2 separate regions of the Zea mays genome follow, and region 1 is linked to region 2. The links are chromatin contacts, called in public Hi-C maps. All regions are on one chromosome and are shown on one strand. The core of a region is the stretch at or near the end of the contact, and the rest is flanking DNA. Distances in the headings are between cores, read along the strand shown. Region 1 holds the start of LOC100281436. Region 2 holds the start of LOC100273140.

Region 1 (4,650 bases), core at 221-2,720, 330 kb after region 2:
TGAAATGCCTGCAAGAGCCTGGCAAGTTTTTGAAATGGCAAGCTAAGTAACTGAGTTCTTTTGTGCGCAACATCTAAGGATATGTCTGTTGCTGAGTAAGCTATTGGAGAAGGACCACTAACGAAATAATGGGTCAAACTCGATCTGTTTTGCCAAATTGAACAGAATGATTTGCATTGTAGTATAATTTGATTTGTATCAATTTAGTTTTATATTGGTTGTTGACAAAGAATTTATGAAATATTGAGGTTGATAATATATGTGGCGTTCGTTTTTATGTAATCATTGCTCACTAATATTTTGTCGAATATTTTATATTATATATATATATATATATATACATTACTGAGAACATAAGGGGTCCCTCGTGCTCTGCAAAGGTACAACCAATCATGATTATGGAGGAGCATGGCGGCGAAGGTCAATTGGCGTCCGACCACGATTTGCATGTGGCTTGTGCTCGTCGCCACCGCAATGACGCCCACCCATGTGCTCATCAACCTTAATTGTTTAGAGTGCTGAGTTTGGCAAGTTAGCAGCATAATCTTTCCCCAATAATCTACACTGTCTAACTGTGAAACTGACAGAGGAGTGGCTTTGAAATTATAATCCTTCACCAAGGTGCATTACATTTTACTCCACATGATAGATTCATTCGATGTGTAAGGCTTTTAAGGTTTATAAAAATTCTTAATTTTTAAAAGATGCTAACAAGAACACAAAATGGTAATTAGTTTTTTTTTTGAATTTTAATATATTTTATTATAATATGTTCACTTTGTAGCAACGCAGGGACGTTTACCTAGTCTAACCATTTATCTAAACATATGTGTGACAAACTGTGGAGCAAACCATGTGACGTTGGCAAGGATGCATTGGGCGAGCCGCGAGCCTTGCCAAGCTATGCGTATGCTTTGCAGTATTTATCTTCAGGAACCAACATGACATATTGACATGGGCGAGATAGTGTTGTCGGCCTGGCGAGTGCTGTTTCGCGCGCGGCCCTTCAGCAGACAGAGGCCGAGGCAGCACGATCTGTTACGCACAAGGGCTCCACCTGGCCTCGCCATGGCCCATGGTGCCCGGGCCCAACTATATATATAAACCGAGACCAATGGCAGCCAGCACTCTTCATCATTCATCGCCACGAAGAAAAAGTCAAAACGAAAAGAAAAAAAAGCATGGCTGCTGGCTGCTGCAACGAGTACTTGAAAACGACGGAGTCCTACGCGGAAACGACCGACCTCCGGCTTCATTCCTTGCCACGTCCACCTCCTTTTCCGTCTTCTTCCACACGGCGGCCAGGCCACTCCGGACTTGGCCCTCGTTTTCTCGCTCCGCGTTCCGCAACGCTGACAACGGGCACCGGGGACTTTGACTAGCGACCGCCGGTCCTCCTCCTCCCCTACCCCGGCCTCCCGCCATGAAAACATGTCACGTCCGCTCCAAACCCACCAACCTCGCCACCACCACCTCGGCCCGCCCCACCTTTCTTGCCGCCCCTGCACTGCACGCCTCCCCGTGCTCGATCTCGGTGCTCCACGCCACCACGTCATGGCTCACGCTCGCTCCAGCCACCGCCGCACGGGCCTCCTCCTGGCCATGGCCGTCGTCGTCGTGGCGTCGCTTATCGCCGCCGCGGACGCGTCCAGCTTCGGGTTCGACCTCCACCACCGGTTCTCCCCGGTGGTCCGGCGGTGGGCGGAGGCCCGGGGCGGCCCTCTCGCCGCGGACCAGTGGCCGGCTCGAGGCACGCCGGAGTACTACTCCGCGCTGTCCCGCCACGACCGCGCCCGCCGCGCCCTCGCTGGCGGCGCCGACGACGGGCTCCTCACCTTCGCCGCCGGCAACGACACCTACCAATCCGGAACGTGCGTTCCTCCGCCTTCCCACATCCTATCACCTCCTTGCAAATTTTGATCCCCCCGAACCAAGACGATCGACGAATTAAGTAACAAAGCTCGTAGCTCCACTCCAACCCACCTCGTTTTTTTTTTTTTTTTTGCAATCGCAGGCTGTACTACGCGGAGGTGGAGCTGGGCACGCCGAACGCGACGTTCCTGGTGGCGCTGGACACCGGCAGCGACCTCTTCTGGGTGCCGTGCGACTGCAGGCAGTGCGCGACCATCCCCAGCGCCAACGGGACGGGGCAGGACGCGCCGTCGCTGCGCCCCTACAGCCCGCGGCGGTCGTCGACGAGCAAGCAGGTGGCGTGCGACAACCCGCTGTGCGGGCAGCGGAACGGATGCTCCGCCGCGACCAACGGCAGCTGCCCGTACGAGGTCCAGTACGTGTCCGCCAACACGTCCTCCTCCGGGGTGCTGGTGCAGGACGTGCTCCACCTCACACGGGAGCGCCCGGGCCCCGGCGCCGCCGGGGAGGCCCTGCAGGCGCCCGTCGTGTTCGGGTGCGGGCAGGTGCAGACGGGCGCGTTCCTGGACGGCGGCGGCGGCGCCGTCGACGGCCTCATGGGGCTCGGCATGGGCAAGGTGTCCGTGCCCAGCGCGCTCGCCGCCAGCGGCCTCGTCGCGTCCGACAGCTTCTCCATGTGCTTCGGCGACGACGGCGTCGGCCGCGTCAACTTCGGCGACGCCGGCAGCCGCGGCCAGGCCGAGACGCCGTTCACCGTCCGGAGCTTGAAGTACGTCACGCCGCCCTCTGTGCCACGTTCCATCGCGCGGTTCTTGTCGCTTGCTTGCTTGCTACAACCCACCGTCGACGGCGACGAGCGACTGATCCCCCTGCCGTGCGTTTGTGCTTGTGCAGCCCGACGTACAACGTTAGCTTCACGTCCATCGGCGTCGGCAGCGAGTCGGTGGCAGCGGAGTTCGCCGCCGTCATGGACTCCGGCACGTCCTTCACGTACCTCAGCGACCCGGAGTACACGCAGCTCGCCACCAAAGTGAGTCGCTTCGCTTCTTCCCTCATCGAAGGCATGTGTGTGTTTGGGTTTCCTTTCCTCGAGTTCCTCATGTGCCTGCTGCCCTGCTTCCACTACTGCGTGCAGTTCAACTCCCAGGTCAGCGAGAGGAGAGTGAATTTCAGCAGTGGCTCTGCAGATCCTTTTCCCTTCGAGTACTGCTACAGACTCAGGTATAAACAAACAAGCAAGCAAATATTACTGTGTGTGATTGTTTCATTCATCATCACGTCTGACGTACGCGGTTGCTGTGAGCTGCAAGCAGCCCTAACCAGACAGAGGTGGCGATGCCGGACGTGAGCCTGACGGCCAAAGGGGGAGCCCTGTTCCCGGTCACCCAGCCGTTCATCCCCGTCGGCGACACGACCGGCCGTGCCGTCGGCTACTGCCTGGCGATCATGAGGAACGACATGGCCATCGGCATCGACATCATCGGCCGTAAGCCGCCAGCTCCGTTGGGTTCGACCGACGACGACGACACTGACAGTGTCCTGTCGACCTGACGCGTTTCCTTGTTCGTGTGCTTGCGATTGCAGAGAACTTCATGACCGGGCTCAAGGTCGTCTTCGACAGGGAGAGGTCCGTCCTGGGCTGGGAGAAGTTCGACTGTAAGATCATCGCGCACCTCTCGCCTATGATTTCTCTTTTAATGTCGCGACGAATTCTTGTAGAGAGAGCAAGACGCCACCTAAACTGACACCAAGCTCCTCTCGCCGCCGCTTGCAGGCTACAGGAACGCGAGGGTGGCGGACGCGCCGGACGGGAGCCCGGGCCCGAGCTCGGCCCCGGCGGCGGGGCCGACCAAGATCACGCCGCGGCAGAACGACGGCAGCGGCAGCGGGTACCCCGGCGCGGCGCCCCTGCCGAGGTCTGCCGGCTCGCGCAACGCCGCCGCCGCGCTGGGACTGGGATGCCTCTACCTGCTGCTGGCCGCAGCGCTTGTCTGACACCGCCGGTGACTGGATCGTTTTCGTGTACAGACATAGATACTGCTCCCGTTTCGGTTCAGAGTTCAGATGCATAGAAAATCATTCGTTGTAGGCTAATGGGATAGGATAAAAATTTTGCTGATCGATGTGGGTGATACGATGTTACTCAGTGGCTGATGGAAGCCATTTCTGAATTCTGGAATTCTACGAACGAGGAATATACCAATAAAAGCTATTTTTTTATCTTGTTGCCGATATTTTGCCAACTGGCAACTGGCAGTCGCTGCCGTACCTCAACGAGCATGGGCTCTAGTTCCGGGTCACCGCCGACGATGGGCAGGCCGTCGTGTTCGCCGACGTCGTGCCGCCGGCGTGGACGTTCCGGGTCACTACCCGATGATCATGGCATTCCAAGAGACGATATCTTGGTGCTACATTCCGTTCAGCACGTTGTACGTGTCCTTGGGATGAGCCAAGCTAGATACAAGAGCCTTACCAAAAAAATACCCTAAAAACAACCACTTAAACTATACTACTCGTTTACCCGTGAGTTTACGACGGCTCATAATAATACTCACGTAAATTATTCACCAAAAAAATCTCAAAATTTTTTATTAATTGTCTCAGCTCTTCCCATAATATTTTTTCTGAACGCACGGGTACCATAGGCAGCAAATCAGAGACATCATCACTCGTCTCCCCACTCCCAAGGTTTCGTAGAGCAGAAGGGGAAGGGAGGCGAACATACTTGTTCGTTGCCGGAGAAGGACACGACGAAGACCTGGGCATCTGGAGGTGACA
Region 2 (4,258 bases), core at 479-2,978:
TTTTACACCCTAAGCCTTAAGACTGTCTGCATCAGTCACATCTTCTATTTTAACTTATATTTTAAACTTCACTATACAAACAGTATCATCTACAGTGTAAAATCTTTATTTTACGCAATCAAGTAATCTACTTTGGATATCTCAAGTCATATTTAAAAGCACTAGAACTAATAGTTAGCTGCTAAAATTAGCTACATACATACAAATAATCTATATCTATATTTATTATACTTAAAGCATCAGTTTCAATGGTCCTCCCGCGTCATCTTTTACAAATAACCCCTCACGGATATTTCAAATTAATCCGTTGCATGTCTATAGATGACAAAACGGCGGCCCGGCACGGGCCAGACGCCCGAGGGCCACAACTCTGGCCCAGGCACGTCATGCCGACCTGCTGACTGTGCCGGGCCAGCCCATTTGATTAAATCGGTGTAAAATGTTAAAAAAACTATGCAAGAGGTGAGGTTTGAACCCATACCCCGATGGAAGAAGAACCGGAGACACTGGGTGAAGCTGTCTAACCAGTGGAACATAATGCTCAGATATTTTTAATATTTAATATAAATTGTATATATGTATATATGTTTTTTTGTAAAAAAATATAATCGTGTCGGGTGGGGCCAGCACTACGGGCCGAGGCTACAGCCCAAGCACGACACGACGTTCTTAGCTCTTGCAAGCATTAGGTCGTTTTTGAGACCACATTGGCGTAATGGACTCCATGATGTTTGAGGCTGAATTGGATGGAGCAACAATGATTTGTCACACTAACAGTAAAAATAAAGGTTATTTATTGGGTTTAAACGTTAGTAATTGCTACAAAGTATCATAATTTATATGGAGCACATCCAGTTTTTATTGATGCCTGACTTTAGAAATCACTCCATATTTTGATCTATCTTTTTTATAAGTTTGAGTTCATGTGACTTATTTTAGAAACTTGAGCTCACAAATTTTCTCTTATTTAGTCTATGTATGGTGGAATTATGTCATTTTATAATCTCTGTTCGTTCAGTCAGTCGTTGTGAACTCTTTTCTAATTGCTCACTTCATTGGTCGTGTTGTACCAATACATATTGCATGGAGTAAATAATAACATCAGTTAGCCAAATCAAAAAATATTATACTGAGAGTGGAGACAATTGATAAAAAATCTTGAATTTTTTAAGTGAATAGTTTACGTGGGTATTGTTGTAACCGTCGCAACGCACTGGCAACCGACTAGTATAATTAATAGTTCATCTATTAACTACTCACTCCTTTTTTTATTTATCGCGGTTTAGTTAAAATTTCAGCTACTAACTACTCACTTCATTTTTTATTTATCGCGGTTTAGTTAAAAATAAATAGCGGATGACGAATATTTGAGAATAAATGCAGTACTTTTTAGTTAATTAGTTAATAGTTAGTTTTTAGCTAGCTAATTTTATCAGTAAGTTTTTAACAACTAACTCTAGTGTATTTAATCATGTCCTAAACCAGTAATCCGCATATACAATCGCGATGACCGCGTAGACGACGACCAGCCCACCCGCGTCTGCTGGCCCCCCACGGCCACGGTCCACCAGACCACCACCACCCATTCGTCTGGGCTCCATGTCCATGGGTATGGTGATGGGCCCCAGAGATTCCCCTCCGCGCACACAAGGCCCAACACGTCCCCGTCCAGATTCATCCACCCTCCCCCTTTCCCTTCGTCTCCGTCCGCTCCCGGCATCGTCCCCTCTTCCCCGTCTCGCGTTCGTCGCCCACGGGCTTCGATTGATCTTCTTCCGGTGCTGGTGGCAGGTAAGGAACCTTTCCCTATCCTCGGTTCGATGGATTCGCTCGTTCGTTTTGTCTCCGGTTGAATCCGATTTTTTCCACGTTCCCAGGTGGACGGATCGTGTCCTTGCTTGGCCGCCCACAGCAGCAATGGACGACGGGGACCTGGACTTCTCCAACCCGGACACGTACCTGTGCCCGGCGCTCGGCACTGACCCGCCCAGCAGCTGCTCCATGGACAGCTACTTCGACGAGATCCTCAAGGACACGGAGCACCACGCCTGCACGCACACCCACACCTGCAACCCGCCGGTGCACGACCTATCGCACACCCACACCTGCGTCCACGTCCACACCAAGATCGTCGCGGCCTCGCCCGGCGACGACACTGCCGACTCGCCGTCCGAGAACAACACCAACGGCAGCGGCGGCAACGGCAGCAACGCCGCCTCCAAGAAGCGCCCCTCGGGGAACCGCGCCGCCGTCAGGAAGTACCGGGAGAAGAAGAAGGCCCACACCGCGTCGCTGGAGGAGGAGGTGGTCCATCTCAGGGCGCTCAACCAGCAGCTCGTGAAGAAGCTCCAGAGCCACGCCGCGCTCGAGGCGGAGGTGGCCAGGCTCCGATGCCTGCTCGTCGACATCAGGGGCAGGATCGAGGGGGAGATTGGCGCGTTTCCGTACCAGAGGCCGCCGCCAGCGGCCAAGAACGTCGACCTCGTGTCCGGTGTTGACCAGGGAGGGTTCCTTGCCGGGGCTGCTGCCCAGGTTACCAGTTCCTGTGATTTCAGATGCAACGATCAGATGTACTGCAGCCCTGGAATGCAGGGCGCTGTTAGCGGCCAGGTGTTGGGACAAGGTGCCTGCGATGTCTCGAGTATCCAATGCGTTGGAAGCACCAGGTCTGCGTCCACTAAGCTACCTGTCTGCGGGGGGATGGATGCAGTACCTGCTGCCTGCTTGCCAAATGTTCAAAACAAGTGACGGTACATAACTTTCGTTTCCCTGCTATGCTTTTAAGAACTTCTGTCTAGTGGCTAGATGTATTAGTTTCAGTCATTGTTTTGTTAGCAATCCGTAAATGCATTTAAGCTCGTGATTGTATATATCGCTCAGTAGCCTTCTGTTATGTGTAGGATTATATAACTGAAGAAGAATATAACTCGGCTCTCTTGTCGCCGAGCCATTGTTTTGTGGTTCCATTGGTTTCCTTCTGTCTGGCTGAATGCAATTTTGAGTGAATTGCCATCTAATTGTCAACGATGAAGATCAGATTTGCTTCTGTCCCATCCTGTCAATCCAGAGCTAGACTTGCTCTTGTCTATTTTCAGCCGGATGTCTTGTGCCCCTTTTAAAGGCATTGCTAGTCTTGTTGACACACCAGAAACTAAGATGCTCTGTATGAATCAACTGGCTGTTTATTCTCTGAGATTTGAGAAAAATTCTTATTAGCCTTCTTAAGTCTATTTATCATGATTATTGTGTAATCATGGTGTATGTTGTTGTTTATTCATTTTGCTGTGGCCTATTCAATTTGTTGTGGCCTGATTGAATGTATTTTTAGTGAATCGGCATCTTATCATGGAAGGGCAGGCCTGATGCACGGGATTTGTCTTACTGAGTCACCAGGTCGCGGGTTCTAAGCAGGGAGGCTTGCCTCGGTTTATCCCTTCCCTAGACCTCACTCATGTGGGAGCCTCCGACACTGGGTTTGTCCCCTTTAGCACCTTATCATTACTGAAGATGAGATTCCTGGCGATTCTGATTTTTTCAAATCCATAGCTAGAGTTTTATTTTCAATTGGATGATTTCTACCTTTTCAGACCTCCTAGGTCATCTATGTCTGCTTGAAAAAAACAGCATTATTCATTTTATCGTGCTTTTGTATACATTTATTAGTTTCAAGCACCAAAACTATTTTAAACATGGAAATAACTTAGCCTGGGTTTCAGCTGTTAGTATTCAAGGCTCAAGCCATGGTACTGTTTTGACCTAATAGAGTAGCACTTGTTTTCGACATAGTCCTATACTCCCATATGTAGCTGCTGCCGGTAGTTGAGCAAAAGCAGGAAGTAAAAAAAAATTCCTACATGCTACCAACGCCTGCAGTGCACCTCGCCTGCAGTTCCATGCTTTGAAAGAGGTCAATGCATTCAGTTTATGGGTTAGTTAGATTTATAGTCAGGGAGAGCCACATTTAGTTGTTTCATGTTTGGTCAATTGAGCAATTCTGAAGTACATTGGATTTTTCCCCTTGACAATCCAGATGTGAGCTGTGACGGAGCCATTTTTTGGTGAATTATGATACCAGAAATTAGTAAATTAGGACACTACATTGTGCTTGTTTCACGAAAAAAAAAGAAAACATATTTCATAAAATAATAATTAGGACATTGTACCATGCTACCATATAGCAGTATTATAGACATCAATAACCTCCAAATTTTGCTACTTCTGAAGAGTATTTTGTTTTACAGTGATTTTGTATTAGCTA

What was found. Hi-C and Micro-C count contacts between places; a contact is called where the count stands out from the background.
Region 1: a Hi-C map of ear shows a contact between it and region 2, with 5 times the contacts expected there. The contact joins the promoter of LOC100281436 here to the promoter of LOC100273140 in region 2. A contact is called at or near these places in 2 of 25 Hi-C or Micro-C datasets (ear and tassel).

The regions. Positions count from the first base shown.
Region 1 is chr5:63,846,271-63,850,920 of Zm-B73-REFERENCE-NAM-5.0, forward strand. It overlaps LOC100281436, which reads left to right and starts at 1,471. Exons shown (of 7, transcript NM_001368012.1): 1 at 1,471-1,871; 2 at 2,015-2,641; 3 at 2,767-2,902; 4 at 3,008-3,093; 5 at 3,186-3,358; 6 at 3,457-3,528; 7 at 3,647-4,092. The coding sequence starts at 1,555. The coding sequence ends at 3,867.
Region 2 is chr5:63,513,197-63,517,454 of Zm-B73-REFERENCE-NAM-5.0, forward strand. LOC100273140 reads left to right here and starts at 1,729. Exons shown (of 3, transcript NM_001147587.1): 1 at 1,729-1,791; 2 at 1,878-2,750. The coding sequence starts at 1,918. The coding sequence ends at 2,748.